Linked DNA regions of Mus musculus: regions 1 and 2 are each linked to region 3. The links are chromatin contacts, called in public HiChIP or PLAC-seq maps. All regions are on one chromosome and are shown on one strand. Each heading gives the region's core, a stretch centred on a gene start, on an enhancer-like site or on the middle of the called end of the contact. The rest is flanking DNA. Distances are from core to core; before and after follow the strand shown. Region 1 overlaps Gm46607 (a long non-coding RNA gene). Region 2 holds the start of Rsph9 (radial spoke head 9 homolog (Chlamydomonas)). Region 3 has its middle 31 kb from the start of Gm36122.

What was found. HiChIP or PLAC-seq counts read pairs in DNA pulled down with a chosen protein or histone mark.
Region 1: a contact with region 3 is called in an H3K27ac HiChIP or PLAC-seq map of embryonic stem cells, with 6 read pairs. The contact joins two enhancer-like sites. A contact is called at or near these places in 5 of 484 Hi-C or Micro-C datasets (bone marrow-derived macrophages, embryonic fibroblasts, liver and 1 more), 4 of 115 datasets of contacts at active chromatin or transcription factors (double positive thymocytes, embryonic stem cells, pancreatic cancer cells and 1 more) and 1 of 9 other capture datasets (embryonic stem cells).
Region 2: a contact with region 3 is called in an H3K27ac HiChIP or PLAC-seq map of embryonic stem cells, with 6 read pairs. The contact joins the promoter of Rsph9 here to the enhancer-like site in region 3. A contact is called at or near these places in 1 of 39 promoter capture datasets (stem cell-derived epiblast-like cells), 1 of 15 datasets of contacts at CTCF or cohesin (large pre-B cells), 1 of 484 Hi-C or Micro-C datasets (B cells), 3 of 115 datasets of contacts at active chromatin or transcription factors (embryonic stem cells, large pre-B cells and pancreatic cancer cells) and 3 of 9 other capture datasets (adipose tissue, liver and pancreatic islet).

The regions. Positions count from the first base shown.
Region 1 is chr17:45,820,455-45,824,094 of GRCm38.p6, reverse strand. All of the region lies in intron 1 of Gm46607 (a long non-coding RNA gene), which reads right to left. Gm35692 (a long non-coding RNA gene) reads left to right here. Exons shown (of 3, transcript XR_876833.1): 2 at 1,217-1,886; 3 at 2,055-2,220. Among named protein-coding and RNA genes, the nearest start is that of Gm35692, 6.6 kb to the left of the region's middle. Within about 2 kb of position 1,829, at least 8 of the 459 cell types and tissues checked have an H3K27ac peak or open chromatin away from gene starts, as enhancers often do. A contact at or near this core is called in embryonic stem cells, where this site is marked.
Region 2 is chr17:46,141,809-46,145,688 of GRCm38.p6, reverse strand. Rsph9 (radial spoke head 9 homolog (Chlamydomonas)) reads left to right here and starts at 1,489. Exons shown (of 5, transcript NM_029338.4): 1 at 1,489-1,767. The coding sequence starts at 1,541.
Region 3 is chr17:45,977,393-45,981,528 of GRCm38.p6, reverse strand. No RefSeq gene overlaps it. Among named protein-coding and RNA genes, the nearest start is that of Gm36122, 31 kb to the right of the region's middle. Within about 2 kb of position 2,323, at least 8 of the 459 cell types and tissues checked have an H3K27ac peak or open chromatin away from gene starts, as enhancers often do. A contact at or near this core is called in embryonic stem cells, where this site is marked.

The DNA of each region.
Region 1 (3,640 bases), core at 580-3,079, 160 kb after region 3:
CTGTAAGCACACACGTGCATACACACCCACATGGAAAGGTCGCATGCACACACACACACACACACACACACACACACCAAACCCTGTGAGTAAACTGGTAAACTGTGACCCGTGATATTAGTGGCACTAGCTGTGCACGTACTAATATCAGTGCAAGTCAGTGCATGCTCAAAACAGCAGAACTATTCTGCCCTACAGACCTGGAAGCCAGAAGGCCAAGTTCAAGCTATTGGCAGGGCCCCACTCCCTCCTCCGCACTTGGGAAGCATCCCATCTGACTCCCTGGTGATAACCACTAGAGCTCAGCGAGGGCTGCATCACCTCAGCCTTCAGGTGGCTCTGTCTGTGTCTGTGTGTCCTTTGTTCTTATGAAGACAACAGTCACTGGGTGTGGTCCCCTTGAATCTGGGGTGACCTTATCTTCAACTGAGTTACACCTACAAGGACCATACCTCCAAACAAGGTCACATTCTAAGCTTTCAGGCGGACATAACTCTGGGCGGGGCACAGAACACCATTCAATCCTCTGTAGCAGTGGCTCTCAGCCTTCCTGATGCTGCGACCCTCTAATACAGTTCCTCATGTTGTGGTGACCCCCAGCCATAAAGTTATTTTCACAGCTACTTCATAACTGCAGTTTTGCTACTATTTTGAATCGTAATATAAATACCTGGTGTGCAGGATGCCCGATGTATGACCCCTGTGAATGTGTCAGATGACACCCACCCCAGGGGTTGCGACCCACCATTTGAGAAGCGATGCACTACAGTTACATTTACAAAGATGACGGAGTAAGAATAGGGACAGCTTTTGTGGGGCGCTATCATTTACCTACTACAAATATATTAGAGGATTGTAAGAGATCCAGAGGGAAAGTAACACAGAATAGGGGTGACTGGGTAGAATAGGGGTGACGACTGGGTAGAATAGGGGTCACTGGATAGAATAGGGGGTTCAGCCTATAGTACTGGTAGGAGGGGTTCAGGAGACGCCCTACTGAGATGATTTGAACAAAGTCCTCGAGAAGTAGAAGGAATGAGCCATTTGGGTGTCTGGGGAAAGGCATCCAGGAGGCAGGAGGAGCCGTGCAAAGGTCCTGAGGCAGGAATATGCCAGACATGAGGCTGGAATAGAGTAAATGAGAGGCAGACGAACAGCAAAACGGGATCTGGCAGGTCTTGCAGGTCCCTATAGGAAGGAACCTGTCTCCTTACAGCACTGTGAGTGAGGATCGCCAGAGCTGAAGAGAAGTAGAGATGCCTGTGTTGTCACGTATCTCTCTGGCTGCTGGTTTGGGCCCAGGCTGCAGGAGGCCATGACTGAGGCTAACTCGGCTTCCAGCTCTCCACCACACCCTGCTGCCTCAGGCAGAAAAGCCTCCACAACTCGCCTGGAAAGGCGCCTCGGGTGCCCTGCCTCCCCTGCTGCTGGACCCCCCGGCCTGCCCGCAGGGTTCAGGTTTCCCCTAGTCAGCTGTACCCACCGAGCTGGGAAACTCGGCTTTCCAGAAACAGTTCGTCATTTTTCCATTCGGAAAACTTTGCTGCTCCCGCCCCTGTCCCCTGCAACCAAAGCTGAGCACGAAGCACGCGGCTATTCTGGAGCTCAGGAGGCCCACGAGCCGGGGCAGGGTGGGTCTCACCTGCTCATAGCTATCCACCACCAAACTATCCCTTTCCACAGCTGGCCATGCTACTTCCTCCTTAGGGATCCTCCCTGCCCTCCACGCGTGCTGTATCATCCATAGATCACACCTACAGCCCGCCCACCTGCTTTAGTCCTCTGCCTTGCTACGTAGGAAGGAGCACGCCCAGGCTGGAGGCCCCGGAGCACCTTGGGAAGAGGGGAGTAGGGCTGAGACTCATGCTCCCACCTTCGCTGCTGAGGTAAGTGAAGAGTTCTCCCATAGTCTTTCTTCCACGGTGTCCCTTGCTCCCTAGCCAATGGGGAACCTCCACATTTGCTGGGCCAGCCGAGTATGCAGAGCCTGAGGTCTGGGGTGATTTCTTTAGGTCCTACCGGATAATAACATTTTCTTTCTCCTCCTGCTCCAGTTTCGCCCTACACTCCTTCTTGAGGTGACCCCAAGATCCAGCTAATTGTTTTCCCCAAAGTGCCTGACCTGCGTGAGACTCAGAGGTCTAGATATGTCACAACCAATCTCCATGTTCCCCCAAAGGACTGTTATTCTCGAGCCCTGTATAAATCTCTGTCCACATGTGACCAGGGGGTCTCTTCATTCGGTCTTGGAAAAAAAAAAAAAAAGAACTAAAATTTGATGGCCATCAAAACCGAACCCCTGTCATTTCTTAAATATGGGACTTGGAGGCACATTCCTAAGTGTCTGAGTCTCCCTGGCTATAAAGTATGGATATGCTTTTCACAGTGCATAACACTGTAGTGATTTAGTTAATATCATGGATGGGGTGAACTCTGTGAATACCCAGAGTTGCCAAGCACCGGAGGTTTGAATGAGAATATCCCACACTGGCTGATATGTATGAATACTTGGTCTCCAGTTGGCGGCGCTGTTTGGGGGCGGTGTAGGGGGTGTGGCCTTGCTGGAGGAGGTGTGTCACTTGGGGCGGGCTTTGAGGTTTCAAAGCCTCCGTGACTTCTCTCTTAGCTCCAGGCTTCCAGTTTAAAGAGGCAAGCCTTCAACTTCAATGGCCATGGCTCTAGTCTGCCTTGGTGGAGTCTTAATCCCCTGGAACCGTAATCCAACATGAACTCTTCCATAAAGTGCTCCGGTCCTGGCGTTTTATCTCAGCAGCGAGAACTAATCAGTACACAGAGCTACGCATCTTGATGAGCCAAACACGGGCCTCTGCTCTCCCTGCAAAAATCTCCAAGGGCTAAGCAGAGGTTTAAGCATGCATTCTTCTAGATATTTCTTGCTTTTATTTTTGAGATTATAAAAACAATTACATCATCGCCCCCTTCCCTTTCCTCCCTCCAAATACTATGTCCTCAGCATCTCTGGGCTGCCTGGGTAAGGATGCTTTGTGTAAGGATGGGGCCTGTGGCTTTCCCCATCGACTTTGCCTATTGAAGCTGCCCTATTCAGCTCCCGTGTAGGCTGTCATGTTTGTGAGACTTTATGGCTGTAGCCTCTGACAAGGCTATGCCTGCAATGTTCCCGGAGCCTTAGGTGCAGGAGTTGTTTTGTAGATGTTTCCACTGGGACTGAGCTCCACAGCTCTGCATTTTGATTGATTGATTGATTTTGATTGATTGCTCTTTAGAATAACAGTGTAGGGATCAGTTAGAGGCGATCAGTTTTGTTGTTGTTGTTGTTGTTGGAGTTTTTTGTTTGTTTTGTTTTGTAATAGTCTCAGTTGCAAAGAGTTTTTCTCCTGAGCAGTGAGGACTACACTGGTATCTGGTGATCTGGAGCTAGGAGCCCCTGATGGGAGAGAACAGTCAACATTTGTCTTTCAGGGTCTCACTCAATATGATCTTTGCTAGAGCCATCCATTTACTGCCTAGACCCTGGGCAAGTGTGGGGCAAGCGGACCGTGGACCAGACGGAAGAACTGGTAAGGTTGAAGCAGGTTGAAAAACCCCGGTAAATCTCATGATTGAAAACAGCAGGCAGTGGAACCAGCTCCCCGTCAGGTTCTACCAATCCTGGAACAAG
Region 2 (3,880 bases), core at 240-2,739, 160 kb before region 3:
CCGTATTAAAGGGCTGTAGCACTAGGAAAGTTAGAAACCACTGGCTTCAATGGCAAAGCATGACTTGAAAGCTGTTCACTGCCTGCAGAAACTGCTCTTCCCTGTGTTCTAACGTTAGTGCGGTTTTTCTCTGGAATAGCCAGGATTTGCTCTGTCCCTAGTGGATGTGCTACCAAGCTCTGAGAAGGCCTTCTTCAGATTCTGGCTCCTGATGTGAACTCATTTCTGATGGGTAAATCCAGTATAGGGGAACGCAAGATGCTTGGGCTGTGTTCTGTGTGACCTCCCCTGAAGTGTATCCTGTCAGCCAAACTGTTGGTTGTTTTTGTGTCTGATATCGCTTTACAGAAGAATTAAGCCATATTACCAAAGCAGGGCATGATGGTGGAGGGCAGGACCTGATGTGTGTGTGTGGGGGGGGGGGGGGGCGGCATAAGTTTCTTTGAAATGACCGGCCAGGTCAGCTCTCTAATGCCCATTTAAAAAGCCTCGATGAACAATGCCCAGGCAATCAAAACATCAAAACAAAGTAATTATCTGAGCAAATTAGACACTTATTTCTCTCTGGGCTTGGCTTGGAGGCCCAGGGCATGTTGACTTCATGAGTCTTCCACAAAGGAATCCAGAAATAAGATCAGTCATTGACAAGGCCTGAAACAAGCCTTCAGAGGACCCCGGTGATTTTGACTTTGGAGACTCCAGAACAGCAGCGGATGTGATGTAGCAGTGGTTAGACTCGCCTGAGTTAGGCTAGCCTAGGGAATACAGAGCTGATCCTCTGTGGCTACTATTTGGGTCTGAACAGCTGTGGAGCCCAAAGTTATGTAGCTGACACACATGTAGTCTGTAAGTGGCTTTTTTTTTTTTTTTTTTTTTTTTTAAAGAGACTATGAAGCTCTACACACTTCAGTCGTGTGGCTAGCTGCGACCTTGTTATGTAGACCAGGTTGGCCCTGAACTCAAAAGAGTTCTTCCTCCTGAGGGCTGGCATTAAAGGTGTGGGCCACCACCCCTGGGAAACTGTCACCCTTTACATTCTTTTCCAAGGATTTCCCCGATTTGTCAGACTAGTCCTGGGAGTAAACAAAGAGCTCTCACGTGAAAACTGGAGGGGTCAGATTGGATAGAACCTATTTGGTGAAACCTGGCTTTGGGTGGGTTTAGGTGTCAGAAACTGCTTTTAGAGCCAAGGTATCAGATTCTTCATAAAATTCTCAGGCCAAGAAGTGATATTCCCAGGTTGAAATAATACAGCTAGTGGCCTTGTGGCTTTGTATTGGGTTTCTTCCCAAGTCCGTATGGGCAAAAATGGAGTACGTAATGTGGAGTGCACATATAGGGAAGCCGCGCTGGGATAACAGAATACATGAGTCTACACTGTACTGTGAAAGTCCGTGGCCCCCGGAAAGGGCGGGTTTGGCGAGATGGGCGGTCCGGTGGGTGGTATTTTGTTTCCTGCTAGCTTAAGGGGTGGGGCTCAGGGTCTCCATGGAGACAGCTTCTACCCGCCAGACTAGCTTGGAGGAGAACGGCTGGCCTGATGGACGCCGACAGCCTCTTGTTGTCTCTGGAGTTGGCGTCTGGCAGTGGGCAGGGACTCAGCCCTGACCGTCGGGCCTCACTGCTCACGTCCCTTATGCTGGTGAAGCGCGATTACCGCTTCGCGAGGGTCCTTTTCTGGGGCCGCATCCTTGGCCTTGTGGCGGATTACTACATCGCACAGGGCTTGAGTGAGGACCAGCTCGCACCACGCAAGACGCTCTACAGGTGAGGCGACTCTGGCAGATAAGGCTGCAGGAGGATCCCGAAGGGTGTTGGGTGCAACTCCAGCTGGGGAAGGTGGGTGCGCCCAGGACCTACGCAGGAAGCACCTGTGGGTGGGGCTTGAGGAGGGAAATGAGGAGCTTGAGGACTGAGATGTCACGGAACTGTGAGGGTCCTGTGGATCCTGACAGGGTGGGAAAGTGGCCTGGGCAGGGTCCAAGGAGGCAGCATTGTCAGCCTGGATTTGCATGGGAAACTGGTCTAGATGGATTCGTTAGAGACAGAAGGCTAAATAAACTGAGCGGGCACAGAATGTAGAAGTCCCGGAGATGGCAACTGGTGTAGAATTCAGGTTCTAGCTGTGGACTGGATTTGGCTTGGAGAAGTCAGACGCTCTGAGATTTGTACTGAAGCTGTTTAGAAACGTCTCTGGGGAGTGTAGGCTCTGCAGTGGGAGGTGCTCTTTCCTGGAAGTGCAAGACTTGTAAAATGGGGAAAGAGCTGGGGGCAATTCTGCAGTGTAAGCCTCCCAACCTCTTTCGGGGTTCCCTAGGATGCTAGGGGAGCCTATCATGCTATTAAAGCATCCAAGCAGGAGGTATCCGGGGACTTCATTTATCTACCCATGCATCAAACCAGTATTGAAGGAGGATCAGGGGTTCAAGGTCAGTCTCAAATACACAGGGGGTTTGAAGCCCCTCTGGGAATTTGGGGGCTGGAGACATGGCTTAAACCTTAAGAGCACTGGGTACTCTTCTGAACCACTGGGATTCAATCCGTAGCTGGGATTCAATCCGTAGCACGTACACGGAGTTCAGAACTATCTATAACTCCAGTTCTAGGGAACTTCTTAGGACACTGTACACAGCAGGTGCATGTACATACATATAGACAAAATACTCATACACATAAAAATATGTAAAGACCCTGTCTCAAAAAAAATTGCTAAAACTAAGGTATCCTAAAGCGATGCCAAGAGTCCCGGGCTTTTGGAGAAGAGCTAAGCTCGATCAGAGAGCAGCTGCTCCGGGTTCTGAAAGGTGGGCACTTCCCCACAGCTGCGAGCTGGAGAGACCCTCCTGCACTCTGACTGAAGGCTTTCCATGTTTAGGGAAGAGACCGGAAGTAAACTGGACAGAGGCAGCAACCGTCGATCGGGAGAAGTCAAGAGTTTGAGCTTTGTCCGTAGGCCACCAGGGAACACCTACGGGGTCATATCTGAGTGGGCAGATGATCTGAAGTATGGTGGGATGGGCACTTAGAGGTCTTTGTAGTGTCCAGAGGCAAGCGTCTGGAAGGGGGAACTGGCTGAGGGAATGGAGGGGGGGGGGATTTAGGAGAGAGACTGACAGGCTAGACGGAGGTGGCGGAGAGTTCGAGGCTGGTCCAAGCCAAAGGGTCAGCTAAGTGTTGTCACCACTTACTATTGAGAATCTCAGGGCAGCAGGAACCGGCTCAGGCCGGTAATCACAGCACTTGAGATGCTGAGACAGAAGGATTTCAAGGTCAACCTTGGCTACAGTGAGAGACCCTATATCAAATAACAAAACCACTCACAGGCAAAGAGACAAACCTGACCTAACAATAGGCAGAGTAACTGGTATGGAGTGCCTGGGGGCAAAGTATAACCAGGCATATAAAGTACAGTTTGGGAATCCACATTTGGGCTCAAGATAAGGAGACTCGTTTGTGTAAGCATTTGTTGAGTTTCTCTCTCTTCCATCCTGGGCAGAGCTTAAGCATAGGACCTCAAAGCCCACCCCCACAGCGATGCACTTCCTCCAACACGTCCTAAATAGTAGGACTTCCCACGGGTCAAGCATACTCAAGCCACTAGAGGTGTTCTGCCTGCATGTATGCCTGTACACCATGTGTGGACCTGGTGTTTACAGAGGCCAGAAGAGGGCATCGGATCTTCTGCAACTGAAGTTGCAGACAGCTGTGAGCCACCATTTGGGGGCTAGGGAACCAAACCTGGGTCCCCTGGGAGAACAGCAAGTGCTTCTAACTGCTATTTCTCCAGCTCCCCAAAATAGAATAGTTGAAGGAGAGTAGGAAATACACCAAACGGACTGCGTATCAAGTGTTCGGGTGGGCTGTCCTATGGACACCTTGG
Region 3 (4,136 bases), core at 1,074-3,573:
GTCAGGGTCTTATGTAGCCCAGGTTGGTCTTGAACTTACTAAGTTCCTAAGGGTGACCTTAAACTACTACTTCTGTTTCCTTCTCCTCCTATGCATTGAGATTACAGGTATGCACTACCATGCCTGGCTGGTACTTCTATTATTTTTTAAATTAAATTCATGCATGTGAGTGTTTGGCCTGGATGTATATTTGTACACTATGTATGTGCCACAAAAGAGCATGACATCTCTGAAACTGGAGTTACAAACTGTTGGGACCCTCCCTGTGGGTGCTGGGAATTGAACCTGGGTCCTTAACCAGTCCTCTTAACTGATGAGCCATCTCTTCAGCTAGAACTTTGATTCTTGAAGGTGAGATTCCCAGAGACTAAAACTAAACCCAGATGCCAAGAGGGAGGAGTCTCATGGCTGGGGCTCTCTGTGTGTGTCCCTCTTTCTGTCCACAGGTAGCAAGGGGACATGGCTGGGGCCCTCTGTGTATGTCCCTCTTTCTGTCCACAGGTAGCAAGGGGACATGGCTGGGGATCTCTGTGTATGTCCTTCTTTCTGACCATAGGTAGCAAGGAGACATGGCTGGGGCTCTCTGTGTATGTCCCTCTTTCTGACCACAGGTAGCAAGGGGGCATGGATGCTGCCCTCTCTGCACAGTGGGGTGGCATGTGAACTCCTCTTGAGAAGGTAGGGAAAGCAGGTGGAGCACAGTGGGGTCAACTGGCCAAGCGATTCTGCCAGGAAACCTAGAATGCGACAAACCTATCTCTTGACCCATAATAGTCAGAGGGAGGGAAACTGTTGGTTTGTCCCCTGAGCCACCACCTATGGAATAAGTGTTGGGTCAATGTCTCTAGCCATGCAAACAGACTCCAAGATGTGTTTTGATTTTTTTTTATAGCCCTTAGTGCACCTCAATTGCATGCTAATCCTCCTACCTCAGACTTTGAAGTGCTCTGCTCAGCTTGGAGATGGTTTGCACATGACCTCCCATGATAATTGAAACATATTTGGTCTCAAGTAACAGAGGGCTCAGCAGTCAGTGACTTGAGTTGTAAAGACATGTGTCAGGGCTGGAGAGATGGCCCAGCGGTTAAGAGCACTGACTGTTCTTCTTAAGGTCCTGAGTTCAAATCCCAGTAACCACATGGTGGCTCACAACCATCTGTAATGAGATCTGATGCCCTCTTCTGGAGTGTCTGAAGACAGCTACAGTGTACTTATTTATAATAATAAATAACCTTTGGGCCGGAGCGAGCTGGGTTGACCGGAGCGAGCAGAGATCCTAAATTCAATTCCCAACAACCACATGAAGGCTCACATCCTTGAGTACAGCTACAGTGTACTCATACATAAAATAAATAAAATAAATCTTTTTTTAAAGACATGTGTCACACAGTTCACACAACAGAAGTCTGGAGGCATGTGAATCAAGATTCTATGGAACAGTAGCATTGATGGTATCATCTGAACTCAGGCTTTCTGGATTGGTGAACTCTTGGTAGCTAAGATTAGAACTGCTCTCCAAGATTCTGAGTTCAGTTCCCAGCACCCATACCAAGCAACTACCTGGAACTGCGTTTTCAGGGAACCAACATCTTCTGGACTCCACAGACACCGGCACACACATGTGTCAACCCAAGCACGGCTCTTATAACTATTATAAATCTTCCTTTATTTCCCCTTTCTGCCCCACCATATTAACTCCCAATCTGTAGATTGTTGCCTAGTGGTCTTAAGATGGCTGCCTTGGTCCCGTCTACAGTTTTACTCAAGACAGGAAGGGAGAAAGCCAAGGGGAAAGTGGATTGTATCATTTATCAGGAAAGAAAAGCATTTCTCAGAAGCCCTTTTTGAAAAGTGCCTTCACAGTCCAAACCACACAATGGACTCCACCCCTCCACGGCTGGAACCCATTTAGAACAATACAGAGTGAAACACCAATGGTTGGCTGGGTGTGGTGATGTATGCTTGCTATTCCAGAGCTCAGGTGAATCAGGAGTTCAAGGCCAGCCTGACAGTTTAAAGGCTTTTGCCAGAGCAGAGACCGGGAAGACCAGTAGGCAGGAATGGATGCGCTTGAGTGTTTAAAAGAGTTCCCCCTGAACCTGGGTGCATTGCCAGCTGGACAGGTAGGGATTCTGGTGGCATAGAGAAAGGGGCAGGGGAAAAAAATGACTGCTGGGCAGAATGAATGATGTTTGCCCTGTGTATGGTAAGAGCAACGGAAGCCAGGACTCAAAGAAAAACCAGGAGAATGACGTCAGCCTGCCTGGGGCTGGGGCTCAGAGAAAGTTTCTTGGAAAAGATGACCCCGCCCCCACACATACACCTCCAAGTAAGGTCCTAAACACTCTTAGCCAGCCCAGTTGATGGACGGCAGGATCAAAGCAGAGAGCTGTGCAATAGCATAGTGGAAACACAATTAGATCCTGAGCTAACGGGGAATACAGAGACAGAGGTCCATGTGGGGTAGCTAAGAGGCACCAGGCGAACAGCTGACAGAAGCTAGTTTTGAGGCAGTATCTTACACAGTCCGGGTTGGCTTCAAGCTCTTAGGCTGGCCTTGAACTCCTGATCCTTCTGATTCTCCAGAACACTGAAATTGCGAGCATACATCACCACACCCAGCCACCTATTTCACTTTTACTCTGTATTGTTCTAAATGGGTTCCAGCCCTGTTGGGGTGGAGTTCCCTGTACATTTTAGACAGCTGGCTTCAAGCTGGAGGGGTAAGCTGTGAGGGATGCAGCGAGGGAGGGTATCCAGTCAACGGCTCCCTTTGCTCTCCACATGGGAGCTGCTCAGGGTTGGGAGAAGGATTTTCCAAAGTCAGGCTGCTGATGTTTCGTTGACAAGATAGGCAGGATCCCAAGGCACGGATCTCTGGGAGGGAGAGATGTCTCCAGAGGGCTGGGATACTCTAAAAAATGTATGTTAGACTGTGCAATCACATACAGTTTTTTGTGTCCTGGGAATGAAGGAAGAAAAAAAGGGGCCAAAGTAGTCCAGGGACCGCAGACAATTCTCAGCCAGACTCTGAAGACTTGAACAGACTGTGCCGGCTAGTTTTATGTCAAGTTGACATAAACTGGAGTCATCTGAGAGGAAGGAACCTCAACTGAGAAAATGCCTCCATCAGATCAGGCTGTGGGCAAACGTGTAGAATATTTTCTTAGTGAGAGCCCAGCCCACTGTGGGTGGTGCCACCACTCCTGGGCTGGTGGTCCTGGGTTCTATAAGAAAGCAGGCTGAAGAAGCCTTAAGGAGCTAGTCAGTGAAGAGCACTCCTTTGTGGCTCCTGCACCAGCTCCCGTCTCCAGGTTCCTGCCCTGTTGAGTTTCTATCCTGACTTCCTTTAATGATAAACAGTCTTATGGAAGTGTGAGCCAAATAACCCCTTTCCTCCCTCAAGTTGCTTTGGTCATGGTGTTTTATCACAGCCACAGTAACCCTGACAGGAATACATGAGATATTCATGTACAAAGGAAACTCATGGGCAGGACTTCCTGAAGAATCTGGGAGCACATCTGGGAGCACCGCAGAGCAGAAAAGAAGACGGGATTGATAATCTTAAGACAAGGGGCTGGAATGTGCAGTCCTGGGCAAGGGGTCTTACAGAGTAGGATTGGAGTGGCTGGGAGCAGACAGGAAGGGAGGGGACACTGGGAGCCAGCACAGAGGCACTCCATAGTGTCAGGCCAAATCAGGAATAAGAGCATTGGGAAATAGGCAACTGATGTCCACAGAACACTACCCACAAAGTACAAAAGGCATATCGGGGAGTCGCCATGTTGCTCACCGTCCCTCTCCTTACTCCTCAGAGGCAGCCTGCTTCTGCTTTGTTAGCTTGCTTGCGTCGGGGTCTTGCTATGTTGCCCAGGCTCAGTTTGAACTGGAACTGCTCCTCGGTCTGCTTCTCAAGTGCTGGGATTATATTGTGTGTACATACCTGTGCACTCGTGTCTGCATGTGCGCTCGCGTGTGTGTGCAACCAGGGGAAGATAATGTCAGGGTCTAGTTACACAACCCAGGCTAGCCTGGAAGTTAGGCTCTCCCAGCCTTAGCAGCCTGCCACACCCCCAGGTGCTGTGATTACAGGCAAGGGCCACCATGCCTGGCCTTACTCATCTTTGAAAAAGAAA